Regions from separate parts of the Mus musculus genome. Here region 2 is linked to region 1. The links are chromatin contacts, called in public promoter capture Hi-C maps. All regions are on one chromosome and are shown on one strand. The core of a region is the stretch at or near the end of the contact, and the rest is flanking DNA. Distances in the headings are between cores, read along the strand shown. Region 1 holds the start of Zic5 (zinc finger protein of the cerebellum 5). Region 2 overlaps Pcca (propionyl-Coenzyme A carboxylase, alpha polypeptide).

Region 1 (6,492 bases), core at 2,194-4,693:
CCCGTCTCGGGCTTAACCTGAAGGGCCTTAGACTTTACAAATCCAACCGGCACTTAGCCCTTCCGCAAGGAGGCCGCTTCTCAGAAACCACGCGGGACTGGCGAGTTGTAAAGCAATTGCAAGGGCAATAAAAAAGGCATCTCGGTGGGTCTCCCCAGTTCCTTTCTTGTTCACCCCCGTCCCCCAAATGTCTCCCCCCCCCCCACCGCCCGCCCTCTTGGAGAAACAATCAAACAAAGGCTCAAAAGCCAGGAAATGTCCAATTCACTTCCCTTAGAGCTTATTAATTGCCCACACCCATCGTAGGAAACTTGACTGTGTTAAGTGAGGCACGGACAGCACCTGGAACTGGGAGACACAGCCCTCCCTCCCGACAGCGGGAAGCCAGCCTCAGAATCCCCGAGCACCAAGTTCTGTGGCCTTTAGGAAGCTAAGCAGCAGCGTGGCTATCGGGTTCTAGCCAACTGGGGATTGTCTGTGCCTTCCACCTCCCCGCGTCTTTGTTTGGGGAGCTGAAAAGATGTTGGGGTTCCTAGAGCAAACGTGAGGTCTGTAAATCCACGGGCCCCAAAGCTCTTGTTGCCTCCAGCACCGATATTTCCAAGGTTTGCTCTGCCTTCATACAAGGGCCTCTACAGCACAAAGTGCAGATTAGGGCACAGGTTTGGGAAAGTGGTCCTAAAGACCAGTTCCACCATCAGAATAGGCTAGTTCCACAGAAAAGGACAGAATTTGCATGAATACATCTATCACTCCCTGCTTTGGAAACCAGTACATTATTCACTTCAACGCTCTGGAAATTGTTGTTTTTTTAGGAAGTGTCTAAGACAGTTATCGTGTCCTTAGAAAGTCGGGATTTAAGTGCGTTTCGGCTGGCTCCCAAACAGCTGGAAAAAGAAACAGCGCACCTGGGGTCAGGCAGGTCATCACAATAACAAAAAGGGCGTCTACAAAATAAAAAGCCCTTTTATAAAGCAAGGCAATTCCGGAAATCCACAGTGAGCCTTCCTGATGACCAAGTAGCTAGGCCTATTCTCAGGTTTAATTGGCAGGCGGTTTATTGGCGCCTTATTGGTGGTGATTGAAATTTTGCTCCCCAGCCCTTTCTTTTAAGAATTAGCATCTCAAGTCGATTTACCTGAGTCAATTATCTTTTTAGGGTCTGGGTTTGGTCATGAATTTGAATATTCATTCAACTCACTTTGTAAATATTCCCTTTCTAGTCACCCACCCAAATCTCTGTTATTTTCTAAGAAAGTAATTTCTTTCTTTCTTTTCTTTCTTTTTAAGGCTCCCATAAAAAGAAATTGATTAGGGAGCTATATTTGAATTAAGACATATTAAATCGATGACAGATACATATCATGCTGTGTTTAACAAGAGTTGTACAAGGAGGCGGGTTCCAGATTCCACACAGCCCTGCTGTAGCATTATTCACATTTTTTACAGCCTTTCCTTCATGCCTCCACCCATTAAGCCATTACATTTCAGCAATTCAATAAAACAAAGCAGTTATAATTTTGACAAAAAGCTATTTTGAAGGGGCTGAAGGTACCCATTTTATTGCACAATAAAATTGCTCAAATGGTCTATATTATAAACTAGGTTGCACTTATTTTCTTTATTCACTTTTTGGGTTTGTTTTGTTTTTGCTGATAACCTGCAGGAGTGAACTCAGAACTGCCATTACTGCTGACATGGATGTTCATTGCCAAGAGGTTGGAATAAAGGAAAATCATTTGAAATGTCCTTCAAGGAAACGAAGACAGTGGTAGTAATTCCCAACATGACACTCCCTTTATATACTATCTATGCAGATGGTACTGTGCTCCACCAACCTTCCTATGTCTGGCTCGAGATGTTTAAATCTCCCAAACAAGTTATCATCAAAGAATTCTCCTTCCCAAATATAGATGTGGATTTGATCACTGACACTGCGTGTGTGTGTGTGTGTGTGTGTGTGTGTGTGTGTGTGTGTCTTTCTACTTATGCCCTTTGCATTTTCCCTAGATTTTAACTTCACTTACAATAAAAGAAAAAGGCATTTGGAATGTGATGGCATGATTGTCTTTGTTTGCTTGTCAGCTTTATAAGAGAAATGGCATTCCCAAGGTTCATAGGGAGACTACTTTCTGCAGATGGCTCACACCGATGTCAATGGCACTCGCAAATCAACTCTTTTGAAATAATACTTATTTCTTTTGAGGACTATGATCTGATGACAGCTTTGGGGGTGGTTGATCTTTCGTACTGCAAATGAATTAAGCTTAAGTATGGTATCTTGCGTTCCTGTCCCCCCCCTTCCACTCACCCCATACTCCACCTCCAGATGTGTATGGGGTCACATCCGACTCCTATTGCTACTTTATAATTTAATTGAAGGTAGCAAAAATATTTTTGCTCGAATTTGAGCATTTTAGAACATCACAAGATTAAGAATATTTTATTTTTAAACAACAGAGGACACTTTGGGAGATTGAAATTCCGAATCAATGAGGTCTCAGGGACAGCATTCAAAAACCTGGGCCATAGGATCCTAGTTTTTAAATGATTTTCAAGCATGGCATTTCAGTTTAAGGAGGAAGTTTATTTTATTAATAAATAAAGACTAGATACTTATTTTTTAACTATTGTATTTGGTCTATTCTAGCTTGTGGTCCTTTCAGAGAAACCGAGGCACATATGTGGCATGCGTTCTGGGCAAGGAGGAATTTTGCTTAAAAAGACATCTCCTATTTAAAGGCTTACACTTAGGAGAGTAGCCATTGGGCCTTCCCTGACACTGTATCTCTCTGAGAGGCAAAAGTTCGAACCGCACCCCACCCCGCCCACCTCCTCCTCCGTGAGCTCTAATTGGGAGTAGCAGATCTAGAACCCACTCGTAGTGTGAGGTTAGGTCCTCTGAACCATGTCGAATCCATGAGCTAAAAAGTCTAAGCAAGACTGTTCCTTTGGGGAAAGATTTATTATATATTATTTTGACTTTGGTAGTTTGCCGCGCTCCATCAAATTGTTTTGTGACCAATATAGTTTAATAATTGTCCTTATTACACCTACAGTCTGCACTCCACGTGGGCCCAGGGACAGACAGAGTCCATTTGATAAGTTTTTGGCACCGCTACAAATGCGATGGTCATTCAGTGCAGATGCATCCAGAGATTATCCAAGAGAAGAAGTAGAAAGAGTTCAAGTGAGTTCTTCATCTTCTTCCACCACCCCCCCCCCCAACCCCTGCCCCCTCGCTTTACCCCTGGTGGGGAGGTCCCATGACCTCTCTCATTCCCGTCCACTTTGGCACGGAGCTAGCAGACGCTCTGCGCCAGGCAGGTCGACCCGGAGACTGGCATTCGAAGGGGACTGAGCCCGGCGGCCAAGTGCAAACTTTCTGCAAGGGAAACTTAGGCATCTCAGGGGAAGCCGGGATGCAGAGCTCCAGGGGAAGAGGGGGCACGAAGTGAAAGCACAGGCGGTGTGGTACACGGGGGCGGTTTCCCGCTGGGCCCAGAGCCTGAACCAGAGCCAATCGCGCAGCCGAGGCAGCTGCCAATCACACGGCTCCCTCCAATCCCACCCGTGCCATTTCCAAAAACTCGGTCCCACTGTGCAGCTCAAATGTGGTGTTCACTCTGCCAATCGCTGGAGGATAGAGTGGGGACAAGAATAAGCAGCTAGGAGGCCCGGACACAAGAAGTTAAAGAGCCCCTAATATATACATGTTTTTGAAGGCGGGCAGAGGGGGAAAAAGTCCCCCCAGTGAGGGTCCATGGGCCTGATTGTATAGTTATGATGGAGCCCCCTTTGAGCAAGAGGAACCCGCCAGCGCTGAGATTAGCGGATTTGGCAACGGCTCAGGCCCAACAGCTTCAGAATATGACAGGCTTCCCGGTGCTGGTCGGCCCGCCCGCCCACTCCCAACGCCGCGCGGTCGCCATGCACCTCCACCCGCGGGACCTAGGCACTGACCCCGGCGTAGCCAGCACTGCGCTCGGACCCGAGCACATGGCACAGGCCAGCGGGCAGGGCCCCTGTCCTCCTTCCCAGGGGCTCCCCGGGCTGTCCCAGGTTCCCGCACCAGCCGCCCGCTCCGTGGCCTCAGGGACTCACCCAGGCGCCCGCACCCACCCCGACGGCGGGGGCAGCAGTGGCGCGCAGGCCTCGGCGCCCCCGCCTCCAGCCCCTCCTCTTCCTCCCTCCCAGTCCTCCTCTCCCCCTCCCCCGCCTCCTCCTCCTCCTGCCCTCTCGGGCTACACTGCCACCAACAGTGGCGGCGGCAGCAGCAGCGGCAAAGGCCACAGCAGGGACTTCGTCCTCCGGAGGGACCTTTCCGCCACGGCCCCCGCGGCGGCCATGCACGGGGCCCCGCTCGGAGGGGAGCAGCGGTCCGGCAGCAGCTCCCCCCAGCACCCGACCCCACCTCCCCACCCGGCCGGGATGTTCATCTCGGCCAGCGGCACCTACGCGGGCCGGGACGGCGGCGGCTCCGCGCTCTTTCCCGCGCTGCACGACTCTCCCGGGGCTCCCGGTGGCCACCCGCTAAACGGCCAGATGCGCCTTGGGCTGGCGGCCGCCGCGGCGGCTGCGGCCGAGCTTTACGGCCGCGCCGAACCACCCTTCGCTCCGCGCTCAGGGGACGCGCACTATGGGGCGGTGGCGGCCGCCGCGGCCGCCGCCCTGCACGGCTACGGAGCCGTGAACTTAAACCTGAACCTGGCTGCGGCAGCGGCGGCCGCAGCGGCCGCGGGGCCCGGGCCCCACCTGCAACACCACGCGCCGCCCCCGGCGCCACCGCCGGCGCCCGCGCCGCACCCGCACCACCCCCACCTCCCGGGGGCGGCCGGGGCCTTCCTGCGCTACATGCGGCAGCCAATCAAGCGGGAGCTCATCTGCAAGTGGCTGGACCCAGAGGAGCTGGCCGGTCCGCCGGCGTCCGCGGACAGCGGCGTCAAGCCCTGCTCCAAAACTTTCGGCACCATGCACGAGCTGGTGAACCACGTCACAGTGGAGCACGTGGGCGGCCCGGAACAGAGCAGCCACGTCTGCTTTTGGGAGGACTGTCCGCGCGAGGGCAAGCCCTTCAAGGCCAAGTACAAGCTCATCAACCACATCCGCGTGCACACCGGCGAGAAGCCCTTCCCCTGCCCGTTCCCGGGCTGCGGCAAGGTCTTCGCGCGCTCCGAGAACCTCAAGATCCACAAGCGCACTCATACAGGTGGGTGTCTGTCCCCGGCCGCCGCCGCCACCGCCTCGCCTTCTGTTCGCTTTCATTTTTCCCTCCTTCTGCTACTTCTCCGCAGACGTATGACCCGGACATGTGACTTCTTTTTTTTTCTTCTTCTCCCTCCCCCCCCCTTTTTTTTTCTATGAATAAGTAATTCAATAACACACACGGGCCCCGCGCTGGCCTCCCTTTCGGCGGAGTCTCCAGCGTGCCCGCAGCCCCTCGGCCGGGACCCGCAACGCGCTCCAGCCGCCGCCGCCCTGCCGGGAACAGCAACAGCAGCATCAAGGCACTCAGGACGGTCCGCAGTCCCCACGCCCCGAGCCCCGGGAGGTCCGGAGGGCCTTGGGGAAGGGAACCTTGGCTACCGTCACCCGGTAGCACCTCCCTTCTTCCACGGGACGCGGGCCTTGCTGGACCGCCGCGTTGCCGAGATACAGCGTGGGAGGGGCGCATGGGTTTGGCTATGTTTTGTAGGCTGGTCAGAGCGGCCTCACCCGTGAAGAGAGGTCCTGGGGCCGGTTGAGGAAGGTCTGAGGGAGAGACCTGGGACCCTAGGAAACTCTAGCTTTTCACTCGAGGTCTGACATACACTCTCATACTAATTCATACATTCCTGACCTCGTGCACACACTCGTGTGACACCACGACCTCCCTTGCACATTTGTCCTCACTCAACACTTCATTTACATATCTTCACGCACCGACTCACACACGGTCCACAGGCTTTAGTTACATTGTGTTGGGCACTGGAGAAGTTGGCTTCTGTCTTTTAAAAGAAGGTTCTAGACCCCAGAGAGGGTGCTTTCCCCGGATCTGTAAGACCTCTGTGGAACTTGGGGAGAACTCTTAACTCCATGAGGTTCCTCCTCTTATTCTGCCCCACGTCGGGGATCCGTGGGTCTGGTGAAGGAGGCTGAGGCGTTGGGCCATAGAGGCATGGGCCCTGTTGGTCCTGTAGAACGCGCGATCGCGCCCGGCTAATGTGGAGGGCGAGTGTAGTCGAGATTTATATGATGGGAAATATTACTCCTCGGAGGACACTTAGGTAACCTGAGTTTACATTCAGTAATCACTTGACTGATTTATCGGCGCATCTGGGACTGGAACGCAAAGGCAACCCCCAAGCACAGGCCCTTACACAGGCCACTGGCCTGAGGCCTTTATGAGAGCAGCCTGGTTGAGGTGGTCTTAGCCTACAGCCTTGCTCTTGAAGCCCTAAAACTTAAAGGCTTCCCTCTGACCTGCAGGATCGGCTAGAAGTTTTCCTTACA
Region 2 (6,492 bases), core at 1,445-3,944, 220 kb before region 1:
GCAACCCCAAACACTGATTAGTCCAATATTCAAAAACTGTCACCTCCAGAGCCACTCCATGCACTTGTTTCCTGTCCCCCACCACACCTGCACCTCCTGCTAATCCTGTATCTTTGTTTGTGTATCTATATGTACAACTGTGTGTGTGTGTGCCCACAGAGGCAAGAAGAGGACATCAGATCCCTCAGAGCTAGAGTTATGGTAGTTGTGAGCCAACCAATGTGGATGGTAGAACCAAACTGCAGTCCTCTGGAAGAGCAGAGCCCAAAACAACCCAGCATCCAGGCTTGCCTAGAGGATGTTCTTAGAGCCCCCCACACATACACACTGGCCATTCAAAATTATAATATACAGCTGAATCTGATAGCAAAGTTGGTACTTACATTTAGTATATAATTTACTCCTCAAAGTGGGTGAGAATACACACGTTGCAGACTCCAGTGCAAGAGTAGCTTCTGATTTGGTCACCATTGCACTCAGAGGGCTTGTATGAGCACCTGGGGACAGGCCCTTGGAAGACAGCTGTACTCACAAACCATCTACTGCCTTCTCTGAGCAGAGCCAGTAGATGTTTCCAGACCTCAAAGTCATCAGCGGTAAGGCCAGGGTCCATTTTCACACATCTGTAAGTGTGCTACCTTCCAACCCCAAAACTCATAGTCAGCGACATAACAGACTCATTTTCCCAGTGTGGGACAATGGTTCTTCATAGTCCCTCATATCATGTATATTGCAGAATTGCAAGATGCCATGGGTCAGTCTGTAGAGGGTTAAACACCTGTGCCCAGTGTTTAATCTAGTCACACATTTTCTCATTTTTCTTTAATCATGGTAAGCAACTCTTTTGTGAAGTTCCTTAACAACAAAGCCTTCAAGCTGCTCTCTAGACCTGGACAACATACACAGCAACAAAAAGGCAAGTGTGCAGTCTTACCCCGGATCACATAATTGTCCAGTGCGTCTTCCATCCTCTTCAGGGCTTCTGCTCTGTCAGACCCATATGTGACTAGCTACAAGCAAACAAACAGAATGGTCTGTAAGCTAGCCACATACCCGAGTAACCAGGCCTAGTAAGTTTAATACTTCCTATCACATTCCCCAATGTGTCTTTTTGATTTTCATAGTGGTCCAATTTTTTAATATAAAATAAGTCAAGTAAGATTCCTTTGAATAAACAAGTGAGAACCAACCGATCTCAGACATTCCTCATACATGTCATTGTCACAGTAGAGAAACACTTGAGAACAAATCAAACAAGTTCTTCACTTGATAACAAACAAACATGTTGTGTAAACAAGCACAGCAGAAAGATTAAGGAGAGTAGACAGCAGAGCCTGAGGAACTGCCACAGCATGCCAACACATGGCACAGCACACCAGCACATGACACAGCACATCAGCACATGACACAGCACACCAGCACATGACACAGCACATCAGCACATGACACAGCACACCAGCACATGACACAGCACACCAGCACATGACACAGCACACCAGCATGTAACAGTATTCTAGCACGTAGCACAGAAAACCCATGTATGGTACAGCATGTCAGCATATGGCACAGTGTGGGGTCTAAGGACAAAGTTGCTAATTTCCCTGGTTTTCTCTGCTTCCAAGTTTGATCTCCTAAACAGCTAAAACTTTTCTAAGTTGCAAAAGAGCCAGTAAGAAAGTGAAAGAATAAGTTAGACTGTCCTTAAAAATTACTGGGTCAACCAGAACATAACACAAAAACTAAAGGTGCTGGTTAAAAAAAAAGAAGACTTTGTCTGTAGTTTCCTGTTATATGTAGTCTCTATGAATTCAAAAGACATTGACAATATACATTAAAGGTTTTTCTGATGCATATTATTAAGTAGTAGGTTGTAATTCTAGTAAATTTACAAGTTCTTATAAAACCAATTTGCCACATGGTGGTACACACCTTTAAAGCTAGCACTTGGGAGGTAGAAGGAAACAGATATCTGTGAATCTGAGACCAGCCTGGTCTACAAAGCAAGTTCCAGGTCTACCAACTACATAGTGAGACAGCATCTCAAAAAAAAAAAATTAAATAAACTTTACACATATGAGCCAGCTAGAAAATTTATAGGCCATTTTTCTAGACAAACATACATTCATCTAAAAAAGAAACAGTTCATTTGAAAATCAATTTGTAATATTTTATGTATTTCTACTTTTATATGTGTTTCTGTAATAAGCAAAACATCTAAGGTTTATTTAAAAAATATTAATGGTTAAAAACAGTGAAAAAAGAAAACTACAAAGATTAAAATGGCTTGTTTCGGCAGCTATAGCTACATAAGAGAGCACTCAGGGCACTAGAAACGTGGGCCACAGCAGAACCTTGCACAAACTTGCAGGATTCCTGTTTCATCTCCAGCACAAAACTAAAAGAAAACTTGAAGTTAATCGGTCTTTGAGGCAAAGCTACTATTTCAGAGACAAAGCATTTTCAAATTGCAACATTTTACTATTTATGAGATCTTAGTATTTTAGAGACTCGTGATTTTCAACTTTAATCTGCAAAGTTTAAAAAGACACATGGGCCAAATCCTATTGTACTTTTCTATAAAAGTTAGCTGGGTTGAGTGGTGGCTCAGTGGTATGGTGCCTGCCTGAGATACACCCGGCTCTAGGCTCCAGCCATAGTGTAAACAACAAAAGTCAAATCCACTCAAGTTGTAGATTGGAAAACCTTCAAAGAGCAAAAGTACTCTTAACCAATACAGGACCAGTTTCTCCACAGCACCTGACACACGTACTGCTCACTGGTTTGTTTAATTAGAGTTCATTGTTAAGAAAAGGGCTGTGATCAGGATGTAGTGAATTAAAGGAAGGAAGTCAGGAAGGAAGGAAGTCAGGGAGGGAGGGAGGGAAGGAAGGGAAAGAGGGACGAAGGGAAAGAGGGAGGGAGAGAGGGAAAGAGGAAGGGAGGGAAAGAGGAAGGGAGGGAGCGAGGCTCAATTTTGAATTCATTAATTGAATATGCGTACTGTTCTACAAATGGAACTAACCTTTGAAATCATAGGATCATAATAGATGCTGATGTCACTTCCTGGTTGGATGCCACTGTCAACTCGGACCTGGGAAGAAGTAAAGAAAAGGTGCATAACTTCACATTGGGAAGATTTGTTTTATTTAACCACAAGCTGTTTTTTCATGGAGAAAATGGATAGTAAAGTTTCAGTCTCAACACCCTTGCCTCTGGAAAACAGAAAACCCAGAAACATAATGTGAGGCTGATCTTTGATCTCTAATATGCAGTACAGCTTATAATTTTTGCTCTTTCACTCAAAAAAAGAAACTGGGAAGAGGAAGGCTTCATACACCCCTACCCTAGGGCACACCTGCAACTGGCTGCAGCCTGCCCCTGCCCCTTCAGAGCCCTGGGTTGGCCCTGCCCAGACCTCCTCCTCACATGGCCTCTGAGCCACACAAACGGGACAGGCTTTTGTGTCTGCAACACTTTGCCATTTTCCCCAGACCTTCAGCTGTGAGCACTGTTTTCTGTTACTGTTAGCCCCGAGAGGCCTTCGTGTTTACACAGCTTTCCCCGCGGCTCTGCCCTGTGAGGATGCAAGCTCCAATTAAGAGTTCGGATTCTGCGCTTTTTTCCATCTTGGGCAGAACCGGCACAGGTTCAAAACATCTTTTGAAGCCGCTGGTTGCTGTTAACCTGCCAACGAGTTAGTTAGTGCATCACTGACTCTTGTTTTCCTCTCCCAGCTTGATACCCAAAGTACAGCACAGAGGTTAGCCATGTAAAACTTCGAATGAGCATCTGCCAAGGACAGAGCACTTATTAAATTATTGTGACTACGTTTTGGAATCTGAAGTATTTAGAAGCTAGTCAAAATATTTAAGACTGGCAGGCTTATCTTCGGGATTGAGGATGGAGGAATTTAATGGAAGGTTCTAGAGCAGCAGGACGATGCTCAGCATTTCAGGGGTGGGATAGAAGAGGGGAAGGAAGCGCGGGGTCCTGACACCTTCGTGAAGGAGGCTTCCCAATAAGCAGCAGCTCATCTGTTTGTGGCAAGGCAGAAAAGGTCAACACAGCGGCTGCGAGGCCTTTAATGTTTTAATTTAGGCAATTGTCAAGGGACCACGTGTAAAACCTCTTGTCTAGAATATCCACGTGAGAATGGGTGATGGCTTTATTACATGACATCAGAAAATAAGTGAAAACCACACCGCTCTCCCCTTCATACGGTTTTAAGGGGAAGCTTGCAATAACCCCGGGAAGCATCTATTTCTGTATGTGCAGCACAAGCAACAACTTGGGCCCATGTGCCCCGAGTTCCTACATGAAGGTCTTAAAGTGAAAGCCACTCCACATTCATAAAAGATGTGAGCGACCTTTCTTTACTAAACACAGTCTTCTGGGCATAAATTCTATAAAATTTGGTGTTCATAAAAAAATAAAATAAAACCTTAAAAAAGGAAAAGAATTTGCAGGCAGCCATGAACACAGAAAAGTGACACTGTATCCTCTCTCACATATACATGGCTGCTGGTAACTTGGCTGCTGATTACTTGGTTAAGAAAAAAAGACACTGTCTTCTCAGTTCTGGTGCCAATAAGCTAGAACTACTCTGACCACAGAGTCAGCTTTATACCCACAGCGCATTGCCAGAGCCTGTTTATCGCTAGGACTGCGGCAGATCTGAAGCCCTGGCTTTCAGCATAGTTGATATCCAACCCACAGTTCATAAGACAGCTCTCATCGTCTTAAAGAATACTATCCTAAATGCTAACTAAACTATGAGCAGTTGCTAGGTCTGACTCTCTTTTTTGTTTGTTAAATTAATGACAAAAATGTGTCACCTTGAACACATGGGGTCAAATCAAAACATATCATATACAATGAGCACACATAGGCAGATCAACATTCCCAAAGAAACTGTATAGAGAAAAAAAAAAAACAAGTTTTAACTCCCAGTTTACATACATTTTTCTAAGTAATAGCCAACTATATATCTTACTAGTAACAATCAATTAAAAAACAAATTCAATTGCCCATTCCTCCATGCATACAAAGCCTACATAACGCCACTGGCCATTTCAAGAATGAAGGCAAATGGAACTCTAAGCATAACACACCAGTGTGATCTGAAAATAAATTCACAAACTTGGAAGATCAAAGACTACAAGGAACAGCCTCATCTCTGCCCTACAAGCATGTTTCAGCCTTAATGATGTGCGTGAAAGGTGTGAATCAAAAGTTAACTCTGAAATATTTGCTCTTTCTTGTGACCAAAAAAACCCAAGATCCAAAGCTGGCTTCCCTGTGAAAATGACACATCTAGCTTTAATATAGTGAGGGAGAAAGAGGACCACACTGAAAACACTCATGCATCCCAAGTGTGAGGTGCTCAAGTCAGCCTCCACATACCTCCAGAACAATTAAAATTGCCTTTGTCAGCCAAAAAGTGGACCCTAGAAACTATAAGGCGGCTCCCAGCCTTCATTATCAATTCACCTCTCCCCTCGGCACAGCTCCCAGCCCGCCGTGTCTACCTGACAAGTGACAGCCCAATATGATTAAATGTGTTGAAGGGAGGGGACTTGTGGGCCTCCATGACAGGCCAAAAGTGATCACCATGGAGATACATAATTACAGCTGTCAACGCGTCTACTGTCCTGCTGACATCAATTTGATTGCTCCCAGCAATAATGATAGACAAAGCTTAGTGCACACTCTCCTGCCCCCAATCCCTTTATCTATTCCTTGGTCCATTTAGCTGACATGCAACATTCACACACGCAAATAACAGCAGTAAGCAGAACATTTAAGGCATTTTAATTGTTTTTTCTTTCTATGGATGGATCACAACTGCAAATGTTATTACATAAAACTCCTGCTGCAGCATTAATTGAAGAAAGATTTGGTGGGACAAAGACTGTAGGGGGTAGAGTTTGTCCATTATCACTTGGGCTTTCAACAGGTCTCACGTTTGAAAATTGCAAATTGCAAAAACTTGAGAGGGCAAAATGTTTGACATCCTGTGAGCTATTACAACATGGTGGAAACTTCTAGCAACTAGAGTAATCATTACAGCTTCTTATTTAAGACTTTTTTTTGTTTGTTTGATTAAAAAAGTGTTTAGATATGTCCCTATGACACTTGCTCTCATGTGCTATTTAGCATCACAGAATGCCTGCTCAGTCTTTACTAATTTTTTCTGCCTCCAGGCTTTGAACACAGCATGGAGTCTCCAGGCCTAGAAAGGGTCAAGTCCCTTTAGAAAGCACATGGGCAAAAATCAGCTTAAAAGTGAAATAAATCATATATCCAATAACATCTTCAAATTCAGAATTCTTCCTGTAATCTTTCACCATCTTCTTAGCAGCCATCAAACTGAATAATCCTATTCACAGATGGTACAGCCTTTTCATGCATGGCTAACATAATGTCATCTATATGTGCACTCAATACCCTGAGTAAGAGAGAAGGTGCCACCCTTGTTCTTCTGAAGCAATC

The links. Promoter capture Hi-C pulls out the DNA fragments that hold promoters and counts their contacts.
Region 2: a promoter capture Hi-C map of the C10 cell line shows a contact between it and region 1, with 2.4 times the contacts expected there. The contact joins the enhancer-like site here to the promoter of Zic5 in region 1. A contact is called at or near these places in 2 of 39 promoter capture datasets (the 3T3-L1 cell line and the C10 cell line), 2 of 484 Hi-C or Micro-C datasets (the HL-1 cell line and the N1E-115 cell line), 1 of 115 datasets of contacts at active chromatin or transcription factors (embryonic stem cells) and 1 of 9 other capture datasets (adipose tissue).

What each region holds. Positions count from the first base shown.
Region 1 is chr14:122,462,609-122,469,100 of GRCm38.p6, reverse strand. It overlaps Zic5 (zinc finger protein of the cerebellum 5), which reads left to right and starts at 3,443. Exons shown (of 2, transcript NM_022987.3): 1 at 3,443-5,209. The coding sequence starts at 3,784.
Region 2 is chr14:122,686,698-122,693,189 of GRCm38.p6, reverse strand. Pcca (propionyl-Coenzyme A carboxylase, alpha polypeptide) reads right to left here. Exons shown (of 24, transcript NM_144844.2): 15 at 3,023-3,091; 16 at 935-1,010. Among named protein-coding and RNA genes, the nearest start is that of Gm46489, 59 kb to the left of the region's middle. Within about 2 kb of position 2,694, at least 21 of the 459 cell types and tissues checked have an H3K27ac peak or open chromatin away from gene starts, as enhancers often do.